3 separate regions of the Sus scrofa genome follow, and regions 1 and 3 are each linked to region 2. Evidence: chromatin contacts called from public Hi-C and HiChIP or PLAC-seq data. All regions are on one chromosome and are shown on one strand. The core of a region is the stretch at or near the end of the contact, and the rest is flanking DNA. Distances in the headings are between cores, read along the strand shown.

The links. Hi-C and Micro-C count contacts between places; a contact is called where the count stands out from the background. HiChIP or PLAC-seq counts read pairs in DNA pulled down with a chosen protein or histone mark.
Region 1: a Hi-C map of skeletal muscle shows a contact between it and region 2, with 4 times the contacts expected there. The contact joins two enhancer-like sites. A contact is called at or near these places in 1 of 5 promoter capture datasets (liver), 19 of 47 Hi-C or Micro-C datasets (alveolar macrophages, brain, embryonic fibroblasts and 12 more) and 1 of 2 datasets of contacts at active chromatin or transcription factors (skeletal muscle).
Region 3: an H3K27ac HiChIP or PLAC-seq map of skeletal muscle shows a contact between it and region 2, with 3 times the contacts expected there. The contact joins two enhancer-like sites. A contact is called at or near these places in 2 of 47 Hi-C or Micro-C datasets (embryonic fibroblasts and liver) and 1 of 2 datasets of contacts at active chromatin or transcription factors (skeletal muscle).

The regions. Positions count from the first base shown.
Region 1 is chr8:111,798,283-111,802,850 of Sscrofa11.1, reverse strand. It overlaps ENPEP (glutamyl aminopeptidase), which reads left to right. Exons shown (of 20, transcript NM_214017.1): 11 at 4,172-4,251. All of the region lies in intron 3 of LOC106504743 (a long non-coding RNA gene), which reads right to left. Among named protein-coding and RNA genes, the nearest start is that of ENPEP, 58 kb to the left of the region's middle. Within about 2 kb of position 3,215, at least 1 of the 83 cell types and tissues checked has an H3K27ac peak or open chromatin away from gene starts, as enhancers often do. A contact at or near this core is called in skeletal muscle, where this site is marked.
Region 2 is chr8:112,251,138-112,255,719 of Sscrofa11.1, reverse strand. It overlaps EGF (epidermal growth factor), which reads left to right. Exons shown (of 24, transcript NM_214020.1): 17 at 315-431; 18 at 1,101-1,226; 19 at 3,508-3,630. Among named protein-coding and RNA genes, the nearest start is that of EGF, 77 kb to the left of the region's middle. Within about 2 kb of position 1,684, at least 2 of the 83 cell types and tissues checked have an H3K27ac peak or open chromatin away from gene starts, as enhancers often do. A contact at or near this core is called in skeletal muscle, where this site is marked.
Region 3 is chr8:111,941,697-111,945,878 of Sscrofa11.1, reverse strand. All of the region lies in intron 4 of LOC106504743 (a long non-coding RNA gene), which reads right to left. Among named protein-coding and RNA genes, the nearest start is that of ENPEP, 85 kb to the right of the region's middle. Within about 2 kb of position 2,693, at least 3 of the 83 cell types and tissues checked have an H3K27ac peak or open chromatin away from gene starts, as enhancers often do. A contact at or near this core is called in skeletal muscle, where this site is marked.

The DNA of each region.
Region 1 (4,568 bases), core at 1,966-4,465, 450 kb after region 2:
AATTAAGAAATTAGCTACTTCCAAGAGACTGGTTGGCACCTGAACTAGAGAAACATGGAGAAAGCGAGTGGTGCTCACTTTGTTGAGACCTGTTACCAGCTTCTCCTCCTGGAAACCTCAGACACTCAGCTCTCCCACAGTAAATGAAATTCAGAAAAACTGGATATCTTGCTGGAATGCAAGTTCTGAAAATGAATAGCTCTCACTAAATCAAAGGAAAATTTGAGTTCTTAGACCAAATGAGATCAGACAGGGAATGTCTGTATATCCTTCTTTATCCTTTCTTTATTTTGGAGAGGAAAGATAATGATGGGGAAAACTTCTTTTCACTCTTTCCTCTTCATTATATATGAATGATTTGAAACACAGATCTGACTTGGTTTTTGGTTTTGTTTTGTTTTTTTGCTTTTTAGGGCCACACCTGCGACATACAGAAGTTTTCAGGCTATGGGTCGAATCAGAGCTGCAGCTGCCAGCCTACGCCACAGCTGCAGCCACAGCAATGCCAGATCCGAGCTTTATCTGCAACCTACACCACAGGCAACACCAGATCCCTAACTCACTGAGCGAGGCCAGCAATTGAACCCACATCCTCATGGATACTAGTTAGGTTCATTGCCATTGAGCCATGACAGGAACTCCAGATCTGATTTGTTATCAGGTGATAATTACAAAAATCAACATAATTTCTGTGATCGCTCTGTTAACTATAAACTTATCTTTACAGTTACTGTTTTATATTCTAGCAAGTCGGATTGGCCATATTTAAAACTGCTGTTTAATGGTCACTGCACATTAAAATTTAAAATATATATATATTTCTTTCTTGCAAAACAAACTCCCATTGGGAAAGCTTTACACTAATTGTTCCCTTCTGTTATTCATATCCAGTGATTTGTCAGCCAGAGAGCCAACGCTGTTTTTAAACCAGCAGGATTGGATTTTAAAAAACTATTCTTTGGTTATGGATTCCTCTCCACACAAACAAAAAATGTATTACTAGGAAAAATAAACATATCATCAGATCAAAATCATGTTTAAATTATAATAACTCTTTAAACTGCATTCATCAAGATTTAGACCATGGAACTATACTAACATTTGCATTTTTCTCTAATTTTTCTAGTATTAACCTTCAGATACTTTTTAAAATTTTTAGATTCATAGATGCATTATGTTTTTCATAGATACATAATTTTTAGTCATCGTTTACAATAAAATCAATCTACTTGTTCCATTTTTGTAAAAAAAAGTTATAAATGATATATGCATAGGAAAATAAACCTAGAAAACTTGAGTTTTTACTGTTGGGAATCTATAGCGGCTCCTGAACAAGGAAGAGAGAAAAGGACAAAATACCAAAAGTTATCCTTATTTTTAACTTGATTAAAAAGTGAAATTATAATATATGCCTTAATGCCCCCAGAAAGAAATCAGCTTTTTCTTTTCTCCAAGCTATTGTATACTCCTACCTGGTAGACAATGTTAAGCTATAGTCTAAACTGAATGGCCTTTTCCCTTTTCTCACTGCTTAAATCTTCCAAGGCTATGGAACTCTAATTTTTATAGAAAATTTTTATAATCTAAAAGGTCCACACAGGAGTTCCATCGTGGCACAGTGGTAAACGAATCCGACTAGGAATGATGAAGTTGTGGGTTCGATCCTGGCCTTATTTAGTGGGTTAAGGAACTGGCGATGCCGTGAGCCGTGGTGTAAGTCGCAGAGGCAGCCTGGAAGCTGCGTTGCTGTGGCTGTGGCGTAGGCTGGCAGCTACAGCTCCAATTAGACCCCTAGCCTGGGAACCTCCACATGCTGCAGGAGCAACCCTAGAAAAAGGCAAAAATAAATAAATAATTAATTAATTAATTAAAATGAATAAATAAAAGGCCCACACGTGTGTAAGTTAGTTTTAACACTATGGCCTCAACCATCTCTTAGAAATGGGCCATTTCACATCTCCATCAGGGAGAATTCTCTATGAGACAAGCTTATATGTCTTCGGCAGGCCACTCAATTTAAACAGGTGGGAGAATGGTAGGAGGTGTACTGTGTTAGCGCAATCAAAGTCAGCTTCCTTAGTGAAAATTAGATTGGCCATATTTATATTGCCAGAAGCTGTTACATTGCTCGACATTTAAAAGGTGAATTACAGGAGTTCCCGATGTGGCTCAGCAGTTATAAACCTGACTAGTATACATGAGGATGTGGGTTCGATCACTGGCCTTGCTCGGTGGGTTAAGGATTGACATTGCTGCAAGCTGTGGTGAAGGTTTCAGATGTGACTTGGACCTGGTGTTGCTGTGGCTGTGGTATAGGCCAGTGGCTACAGCTCCGATTTGACCCCTAGCCTGGGAACTTCCATATGTTGTGGGTGTGGCCCTAAAAAAAGAAAAAAAAAGTGAATTATACCTTTAAAAAATAAAAGCTGATACTCATGAATTTTAGACAAAATATAGAAAACTATTATTTCATTTTTGTTATTTCCATTTCTTAATATTTCATACTCTCAAATCTATTATTTTACTCAGATTAGATTAGATTCTGTAAATGGTTCCAAAATTATAAAATTACATTGCCTTAATCCTCTATCCCTTTTTGTGTTATGATGCTTTTACAGACCTCAGAGTAATATTTTTACATTTGTAGAGTATATCTTATGCTCACTCTTAGGCACAGCCTAGTCTCAGAGACCATGTCTTAGGGCTGACAGTGGAAATGTGAGATCCTGACTGTGCATGTAGGGTATCCAGACACTGCACACTCTGTTGTTTCAGCCGGGCTGGCACTGGGAAAAGGTCAGGGGGAATGAAATGTTAGTCTACATGGCAACACCAAACCAGCAGAGCAGTGCAAGAGTAAAATCTGTAGGTAGGATGTGACTTTTTAAAAAATCCTCCTTTGTCTGTCTCTTGAGAAGCTACAAGTGATCATTCTTAGATTGGCTTCACTAAAATCAGACCCTGAGGTGATCATTCAAGTGGAAGTGACTCATTAGGAAATGTTTCTGGGAAAGGCTAACAGGGGAGTGGGAAATGGGATACTGAGCACCAAAGGTGCAACATCGAGGAGGTCCAGTCCAGGGGAATTACCCTGCAGGGAAATTCTGGAGACAGTGCTTTAGAGTGGTCCTGCCAGATGAGACAAAGAATACCCTCATGCCCATTCATCATTGGCTAAGGGCTGCATCCAAGGATGCACATTTCCAGGAACTTCTGGTTTGCCCTGCTTAGGCGCCAGAGGGCAGTCTTCTGACAGAGAGACCCAGGTGCTGGCTGTTGGCAGGGAAAATACATTGGAATCTAGGGTGCCCAAAAATGACAAAGAGATTCAAGGGGATAAGGGAGGGGCACTGACAATGTCTCCTATAGGACCCAAGAAACAACTTATGTATTGGTTCTAAGAAACTTATAGCCAAAAACATTCCACTGAAAAAATCCTTCGAGAGCTAGAAAAACCTCAATCTATAAAACATTTCAATAGTTATAAAACAAAGGATTACTTCTTTCATGTAGATGGCAAATATACATTCTTGCTGAGTTACATAAATTTTATTATATCTTGAAAGGGAGATATATCATTCCCCCATTCTTATTAGGGACTTGAATGACCACAGATGAAAAAAAAAAAAAAAAAAAAAAAAACAAGGCTAACTTTGAGTTGAAACCCAAACCCAAACACAGACTCATCCCCGCTCTAGACCTCCTGTATTTTCTGACTGCTAATATATGATATGAGAAATGTGTTATTTCCTTCACAGCCTTTATGATTGTCTTCTGAATTCTAAAAAAGCTTTGTGTTTGCTGAACAGAAATTATAGCATATTAGAGTGTATGCAAATATGTGTGTGATGCTCAATTTTATATCATGTATTACATTTGTGCAATATCTTTATTCCAAAGCCTGAAGGCATTTTAATTTAAACAATCTTCTTCATCCTTAGCTAATTTTTGATACAAAATTCCAAATTTTAGATTTATAGAAATTGAAAGCAGTTGCATAGCCTATCTTTATCACAAAACAACATTGTATTAGCTGTTTAATGGTATACTAAACTAGACAATCACTTATGAGGAAAACATGCTTGTCTATTGCTTTTTTAATTTCTTTTATTTTGGAAATGTTTTTATTTTTAGTAATAAAATTAAAATTTTCCTTTTTAAAAAACTTTAGCTACACATGGAATATTCCAGTTAGATGGACTAACGATAATGAATCAACGATTACAATCTACAACAGGTCAGAAACAGGAGGTAAATATTGTCAATTGATTTCTTTCTTCTTCGAATTAATGGATTGAATTGCTACTTTGAATGAGCACTACATTAAATGAATGTAAGTGTCAATAAACAACAAGAAAGCTTGAACTTATATAAGTTTCAGCTAAAAGAAACCTCTTAAATAATTAATGGGTGAGCCCAAATCCTTATCCATAATAATGAGAACTTTTCTACCTTAAATTCTTTTTAATGACTTACCATGACTGACACAATAATAAATACCCATAGCCAAAGGAGAAGGGTCATATACTGAACCATTCATTGGAAGATCAACATATAAATTTTCTTCC
Region 2 (4,582 bases), core at 435-2,934:
GAAATTTTACAGTTCAAGTTTTCAAATGCTTTTTTTTAAAAACATTGTAAACAAGTTCATACAGAGGTCTTTGAACACTGCATCATTCTTGTAAGACTAAAGATTTGTTGAGAGCATGTAAACGGAAACACATGGCTTGTGGATCCTTTAATATAGATCTAGCTTAAAGGTCAACACGGTGTTTCTTTTTGGAGGTTAACCTATCCCAGATCTTGGGAAAGGAAGTGCTGGCATGTTCTGTAGGCCTCCAAACATTAAAATCCATTTTCTTCTCTGAGGTCTGGAAATAATCTGATGGGGTTCTCACCATGCAGATGACGAGGACTGCGGCGCTGCGGGATGCAGTGCGCAGGCGCGGTGTGTTACAGAGGGAGAGGACGCCACGTGTCAGTGTTTGAAAGGATTTGCTGGAGATGGAAACCTGTGTTCTGGTAAGAGCAAAGGCCAAATACACATAATATCTGGAAAATAATGAATCAAAAACATCCTCTCAGATCATACCGATGCAAAATCTCCAGAAGGATTTATGTGATCAGCGGGATTGAATGTTGTTTGATACTAGCTAAAAAGATCATGGAGGTAGGCATAGAAAATCTGAAACATTTAATATCGTGTTAGATTACACGGCATTTACATTAACGTGCCGTAATATATGCAATTGATATTAAGGATAAAGAATTTATAATTAGCTTCTGAAGTATGAATCTGTGTTCAAGTCAAATTTATAAATGCCTCAATTCCAATAAAAGCAGCCCCCCAAAAAAAGCTTAGGTCATAAGTTTTCATTGTTAAGTGGGTTTTGCTGAATGGGTTTCTATTTGGTATTGATAGTCATTACTGTAAAAATCTCCCATCGTACAGTCTGAAACTCTAGCACAAAGTGATTATTAACACATACTTAGCTAACTGAACACTGAGAAATCGATAAAAATTGATTCAGAAGTGAACTTGATGTCCAGGATGCAGGGCTTGTATTACATTTGCAAACAGAACCTATTTGTCGCTGGATGATTGTATGAAAGACTATACTATTCTTTCCTGCTATTTTCATTTATACCAGGATTGCCTGCACGTTTCACTAGTTCATCGTTTGTCCACAGATATAGATGAGTGTGAGCTGGGCACCTCGGTGTGCCCTCCTACCTCCTCCGAGTGCATCAATACCGAAGGTGGTCACGTCTGCCGCTGCTCGGAAGGCTACCAGGGAGATGGGATCCACTGTCTCGGTAAGAGAGCTGCGGGCTGAAGGAGGAGGGTGGAGGCAGGCCTTGGAGACTCACCAAACACGGGGCGTGGTGGGCCGAGAAAAGATGGGATCTAATTGGGGTGACACACAAGTTAAGACCAAAAGAGGACCTGACATCTTTCAGTTCTTGGTAAACAGTCAAGTTCTTGGTAAACAGTCAAGTTCATCCCCTTTGGCCATGATTGGCACTCGTCAGCCTCAGCGCTCTGTTTCCCCCTGGTTCTTTCTCAGGGTGAGCGACCTCAGGGCTTCATCAGGACTCCACATCGGGGTGGGGAACTGAACAGCACTTTCTTGGTCCCTAACGTGAGCTGATGTGGTTTTTATTGGAGGTCCCCGCTGTGAGCAAACGAGAGGAGGGGTGGTTCTGGGAAAGGGCTCGCTGGCTGACTCTTGAGAAGTTCAAGCTGCTGACATTTAGCAAGCGAGGGATGATGAAGACCTCTTTCCTAATCGCCGTCCTCTGCCAAGTTCTGGGTGTGGCTGGAGGGTTGGGAGTTCACTTAACAGATGCCAGGTACCATTCCAGGTGTCAGTAGCGTGGCAGCAAGTAGAGACCTGCCTGAAGCCATCGTGGCCCAGTAAAATCGTTATCTCAAGTTTTACGGGGCTTTCAAATGTCTCTCTCAGTCTTTTCTTTTCCTTCTGAAAACAAAAATCTTTTCACGGCCAGGGGCAGATGCCCTGATAAAAACTAATATGGTACTGCTTTCTCCCAACATGCTGAGGTTGAAGATGAAACATCAGTCATGACTACCAATTGTCTGGATCTAGTCGGTTTAAATCAGACCTTTATCAGATTAGTTTTGCGGAGTCCACAGACATCTGTAAATGCTCTTTTAAGCACATATTTGGCTGTCAGTCAGGAAAATGTCACTGGTCTCATTAAGCAGGCTCACAGATAATTTAGACAAACAGGCTTTATATTTAATTGACTTTGAAGAAAAAGGGAAGGTATACTTTCTTGGATGCTTAAACTCACTATGCTCTGGACTCTCACCCTGCAACTCACCCACCTCCTTCCACGCAGCAGGGTGTCCTCGCCCAGCCTGCCCTGTTGGCACAGAGTCCTTGGGCCACCTGGAAGCCCTGGGCTTGTTCTTATTCTCTGTGCTGCTCCCCTCCATGCAGATTTAGCACTTTGAACCATGCCTAGCACATAGTAAGTGCCATAGAAAACAACGGTCGTTGTTATTCCTAAGAGTAGTTGTGTTTCCTGGCCAAGAGTCCATCTTTGTTTTTGCTTCTATCTCATTCTCAAGGTGATAGTTCATAGAGATTACAATAGGATGTCAGTTTAAAAAAGAACACAGAAAAAGACTCCATTTGCACTATTCAGGATAGCGCTTCAATACGGCTCCAGGCAACAGACGAGCACTGGCAGCATTTGGGTCAAGTGGTGCTGTGATGGGAGATGTGGTTCAGGACGATTAATCTGGCGCTGGTGTTTAGGAGTGGAGTGGAGGAGAGCTGGGATGGAGGGAAGGTAGAAGACTGCTCCTCTTAGAGCAGCAGGAAATTTTACAGAGAAAGGACTTCAGTGTTAGGGTGGCAGTAACTGAGACAAGGAAAGGGGAGTCGTTGGGAAAGAAAGTGATGCTTTCATGGAGTTCCCTTCATGGCTCAGCAGTTAACAAACCCAACTAGGATCCATGAGGATGTGGGTTTGATCCCTGGCCTCGCTCAATGGATTAAGGAGCCGGTGTTGTCATGAGCTGTGGTGCAGGTTGCAGACGAGGCTTGGATCCTGTGTTGCCGTGGCTATGGGGTAGGCTGGCAGCTGCAGCTCCAGTTTGACCTGGGAACCTTCATATGCCAAGGGTGAGGCCCTAATGAGCAAAAAAAAAAAAAAAAAAACCAAAACAAAAAAACAAAACAAAACAAAACGTGATGCCTTCGTTTGTTTCTGTGAAAAAAGGCAAAAATGTTTCCTCTGATCTGAACTTCTGAATGTTTACCTAGAGACTGTTAACCATCTCCACCCTTCCCACTGAGCTACTTATGCTGAGAAATTTCCTTTCCTTACAACCAGTAGGGAAACTTCCAGTTTACCTGCCTGGGCATGCAACCGAGGGGCCCAGGTCATCTCTCTCTCCAACATGTATACTAGAATTTTTCAACCTAAAAATGTGTGGGACTCTGAGAATACGCAGTGTGACATGAGTGGAAGATGCTCCCCTTCCAGAATATTGGTGTTTCCAATTGTACAGTCCTCTGTTCTCCTCCACACCCCACTTCTTTCTACTCCCTTTTTCTGGCAGATATTGATGAGTGCCAACTAGGTGTGCACACCTGTGGGGAAAATGCCACCTGTACAAATACGGAGGGAAACTACACCTGCACATGTGCTGGCCGCCCCTCTGAACCCGGACGGATTTGCCCTGGTAGGTTGGTGGGTGGTCCAGATCCCAGGGGAGGAACTTGATTCTGAAAAAAAACTCTGTACCCAAGTGTATTTCCATTAGAGATTCTAGAAATCATTTGGTTCAATCAGGCTGGAGAGTTTACTTTCCTGATTAGATTGATGCTGGGGCTCAGAATGTGAAATGGTCCAAGTTTTCTTAATTTAATAGCATCTGGGATAAATCCTTCTTTATTACTTACAATTCAATAAAGGTGGGAACCCAGGTGGTTCTCTTTAACTCTGCAGCTAATGTCCTGATTTGTAATGTTGATTTTGGGGGCTGCTGGAAAAACTCTTCAGGGCGAGACAGGTTGGGGAAGATATCTGGACTCTTAGCAGTTTTTGAATCCCTTTAAAAGATTTTAAAATATTCCTTTAATAAGTCAGTATTTCTTGATCTGAATTACAACTTTAAAAAATGCTGATAAGGTTGATTTCTGTTTCCTGAACCCTCCCCCCATAACAGCAGTATCTTCTCACCATCAGCACCCCAGTAGGGGGCTGGCTTCATAGACCCAAAAGCCAGGATCAGAGGCTCTGTCCCTGTTGCTGCCAGCGATGATTTACCCGTCTCGGTTCTGCAAGCAGAAAACATCCTAAGAACGGAAAGTTCTGCACTTGCTCGGGTCTCGGTTTTTTTTTAGCATATTATTTTCTCAAATAATTTGCTCTTCTTAAAGGATCGAAAGACTGGTGATATTCATATTGTCAGCAACACATCCTAATGTTTTCTTTTTAAAGAGCAGCGAACCATTTAAAGGAAGGGACTTTACCACTTTGGCATCCTCTCTGTTGTGGTAACATTCATTTCCTTTCTATCCAAGTCACTCTTCTTGTCTTTGAGGGTTCCCCTAAAAGTTAAATCATTTTTAGAAGAAAGCACAGTGTGGGAGAAATGTTTAAGACTCCCTGGAACCTGGGGGTATTGGCCT
Region 3 (4,182 bases), core at 1,444-3,943, 310 kb after region 2:
CTGTGGATTTTTGATATATTACAGGCCTATGTTTATTTGTTGCAGCACTGTGATAGCAAGAGATGAGAATCAATCTAGGTAAAGGATGAAAAGTTGAAGAGGTGAGAAGGCAAAAAATTTGGAGATTAACACTAGTCTATTGGAAAATTTTCAGAGACCTGAGGCCCAATGATGAAGAAGGGCAATACAATGAATATTTTCTTCCTTCTTCCTTCCTTCTTTCCTTCCTTCCTTCCCTCCCTCCCTTTCTTTTTCTCTTTTTCTCTTTCTTTTCTTTTTCTTTCTTTCTCTCCTTCCTTCCTTCTTTCTTTCTCTCCTTCCTTCCTTCCTTCTTTCTTTCTCTCCTTCCTTCCTTCCTTCTTTCTTTCTCTCCTTCCTTCCTTCTTTCTTTCTTTTTCTTTCTCTCTCTCTCTCTCTCTCTCTCTCTCTCTCTCTCTTTCTTTCTTTTGTCATATCTGAGGCATATAGAAGTTCCCTGGGCCAGGGCCAGGGACTGAACCTACTCTCTCTATATAAGGATCATGTCATCTGACATCAGAGATAATTTTACTTCTCTCTTTCTGCTTAAGATACATTTTGCTTCTCTCTTCTTTCTTTCCTTTTTCCTATTTTCTTCCCCTAACTGATCTGGCTCAAACTTTCAGCACAACATTGACTAGAAGCAGCAAATGTAGCATTCTCGTTTTGTTCTTGATTTTAGGGAGAAAACTTTCAGTTTTTCATCGAGTATAATATTACTTATAATCTTTCACAAATGTCTTGTATCATGTTGAGGAAATTCCCTTATATTCCTAGTTTGTTTTTATCATTATATGGTGTTAGTTTAGTGATAACTAACATTGTTTGGTTTTGCTAACACCAAAAATGTCAATTTTTTTCTGCATGAATTGAAATGATCATTTCCCACCTCCATTCTATTAATGTAGCATATTATATTGCTTTCTTGGGCTAAACCCCACTTAGTCAAGATGCATAATCCTCTTAATATGCTACCGAATTCAGTTTGCTAGTATTTTGTTGAAGATTTCTGCATCTATATTCATCTTTCTCCAGTAAAACAGAATAATTCCACTTTTTATATCCTATTTTTTTCCAAATTTATTTCCTTTAAGATTTTAAAAATGAAATTCTAAGATATTATAAGATTAGTGAAAATATATTTGAAAGCATCTATCCTGACATGCAGTCAGCATTCCAAAAACAGCTTCATTCTTCCTGTCTCCTTTTATCAAAATCTTACCTATAAAAAAATTCATGTCATTTCAAGAATCTCATACTATTCAATAGCCCTTCTTTAAGGAGATTTCTTTCCATTTAATTTTTAACTTCAACCCCTAGATATGTATCTTTATAAAGCATATTTGAATATTATGTCAAAAATCATTTTCCCCACACCATTCTACTCTCATTTTGGGGAACTTCTTGAAAGATAAGATACTGTGAATTACTTTGTTGAGAGGAAATTTCTCGAAGGTGAAATGAAAGAGGGTATTCACCATGTTGCAAATTCAATTTCCCCGCATATTCTATAGAAATTTGTGATTATTTTTATCCATCTGTGATATTCTCCAAGTTATAAAGGAAGCTGTTACTTTTGAGGCCATTTCAAAAGTTACTTTATAAAGGATCTTATATAAGAACAAGCATCTAGGAGTTCCCGTTGTGGCTCGGTGGTTAACGAATCCGACTAGAAACCATGAGATTGCAGGTCTGATCCCTGGCCTTGCTCAGTGGGTTAAGGATCCGGCATTGCCGTGAGCTGTGGTGTAGACTGCAGATGCGGCTCAGATCCAGTGTTGCTTTTGCTGTGTAGGCTGGAGGCTACAGCTCAGATTAGATCCCTAGCCTGGGAACCTCCTTATGCCATGGGAGCAGCCCTAGAAAAGGCAAAAAGACAAAAAAAAAAAAAAAAAAAGAACAAACATCTAAATTGACTTGTAGAGTTGTAGTGTCCCAGGGTTGGGTTTGCCCATGGGTTCCTCCACAGTAATTAGAGTGTTGGGAAGTTCCTGTTGTGGCTCATGGGTAATGAGCCCAACTGGTATCCATGAGGATGCGGGTTCCATCCCTGGCCTCGCTCAGTGAGTCAGAGATCGGGAATGGCTGTGAGCTGTGGTGTAAGCCGCAGACACAGCTGGGATCCCACTTTGCTATGGCTGTGGTGTAGGCCAGCAGCTGTAGCTCCGATTTGACCTCTAGCCTGGGAGCCAGGGAACTTCCATATGTCAAGAGTGTAGCCCTAAAAAGCGGACAAAAAAAAATAGTGTTGAAAATTGCTTATTTCCCATTTGGTGTTATCAGTACTTATTATAAAACACCTTCTAAAACCAAGATTAGAATCCTGTTTAAAAAAGAAAGCTGGATGGCTAGAGGCAGGGCGAATCAACTTTCGAGTTCAACAACCAATTCAAGGCAGACCCTGGCCTAGAAGAGTAGCTACCTTAGAGCATAAAGAAATTTGGTGCTTGGGATCCATGAGTCATAAACTAATTTTCTTGGCTACTTTGTGGGGTTCATTTTTACCTCTTCTCAGCTCTGCTTCTCAGGGGTGATGGCCCTCATTACTATTAAAAGCAGCAGATTTCCCGCTAATGGCTAATGAGGGCATGATCTCCAGTGCCAGCTACTATTTCTACTTATATCTGCCACACTTCAAGCCAAGAACATTGATGTTGGTACAAGGATCCTATCTTTTGAAACTGACTGCCCTGCCTCTGGCCACTGTTCAAACTTCTATCGCCAAATGTAGCAGCTGTGCTGTGCTTTCAGATAGTTTCCTAAGCAGTTCTAGCGTTTGCTTTTTGGTAGCTCCCTTATGCTGTGATTCAGTGGAATCTGTGTGCCCTGGACAGAAACACAATGCATTCAAGTATTCATAAATACTTATCGAGCACCTGCAACGTATACACATTGTTCTAGATTTTAGGGACATATCAGTGAACAAAAAGGATGAACTTATATTCTGTCTATGCAATGGGAAAGAATTTCAATTCATTTCTTCCTTTAGAAACTTTCCCATTGTTCTTGAAACTTATTGAGTCTTGATACTTTTTTCTCATGATGGCTCACTCCATCTGAATTCTGGGGTAAATAGAATAAGTTCAGTTGGGATCTTTGCTATAAAACAAAGTAAGAGTTCAAAAGAAACCTGCTGAGTGTCTATTTATTTATTTACTTTGGCCACAATATGCAGCAGCTTGATGTGGGACCAAAGTTTCCAGACCAGGGACTGAACCTGGGCCGCAATGGTGAAAGCACCAAGTCCTAACGACTAGACACCAGGGAACTGCCTGAAATTTTATAGAACACGTAAATGTCACCCAAGATACACATACTGGGTAAACTTGTCTTTTTGGATGTGAAAGGATTATACTTTACCAAATATAATGTACAACCTGGAAAAGACATTGCTGGCTATTGCTTCATCAACCTCAACTCTCTGGTCTGGGAGATCTCCTTGGGGACATGTTGCAGAATTGCCTTATATGTGTAGTTTGAAATGAAACCTTTAAAGACATTTTATAATCAAACACAATCAATGTTTTTATAAACCTTAGCTTTCGAGGCAGCCTAACTTCCTGTCATAGACATTTAAAACAGCATCTTTTAAAATGAAACTGTCTGAAGTAGAGCACACTTGGCAACTGAGTCAGCAGAACTCAGGAAATAGTCTCTCTAAGGTGTCTGCAGGTCAGTTTCAACATACCAACACTTGTCAACACGTGCCCAGCTACCAACACTTGCCCTTGAACTTGTAGTTTCAAGGGTTCAGAGTAAGAGGTCTACCATAGAGAGGGGTATTTTGAAGAAGCAGACCTCTTGAAACCTATCAGCATAGTCAGCAGAACGCCAATGACTCTCACATCACCTGGTTTAAAGCAATTTATGTTATTTATAAGACCACAGTCTCAGGGTTGGATCACATTTATAGAGTGAAGAGCACGGTGCCCTAGAAGGCTTGTACTCCCAACTGGCTTGTGCTTGGGGAGACTGGTACTGACTTTTTAGGCAGAGTAAACACAATGTGTAGGATTCACAAAATTGTGTGTTGTAACTTCCGTTGAAATCAGAAGAAAATGAATATAAAATAATGAATTGAGCCTGGATTATATATGTCTTTGTACCAACAGAGTCAATTTTTGATATTTTTGGTGCAAGAAGGGGCTCATGAAAGCAAAAATG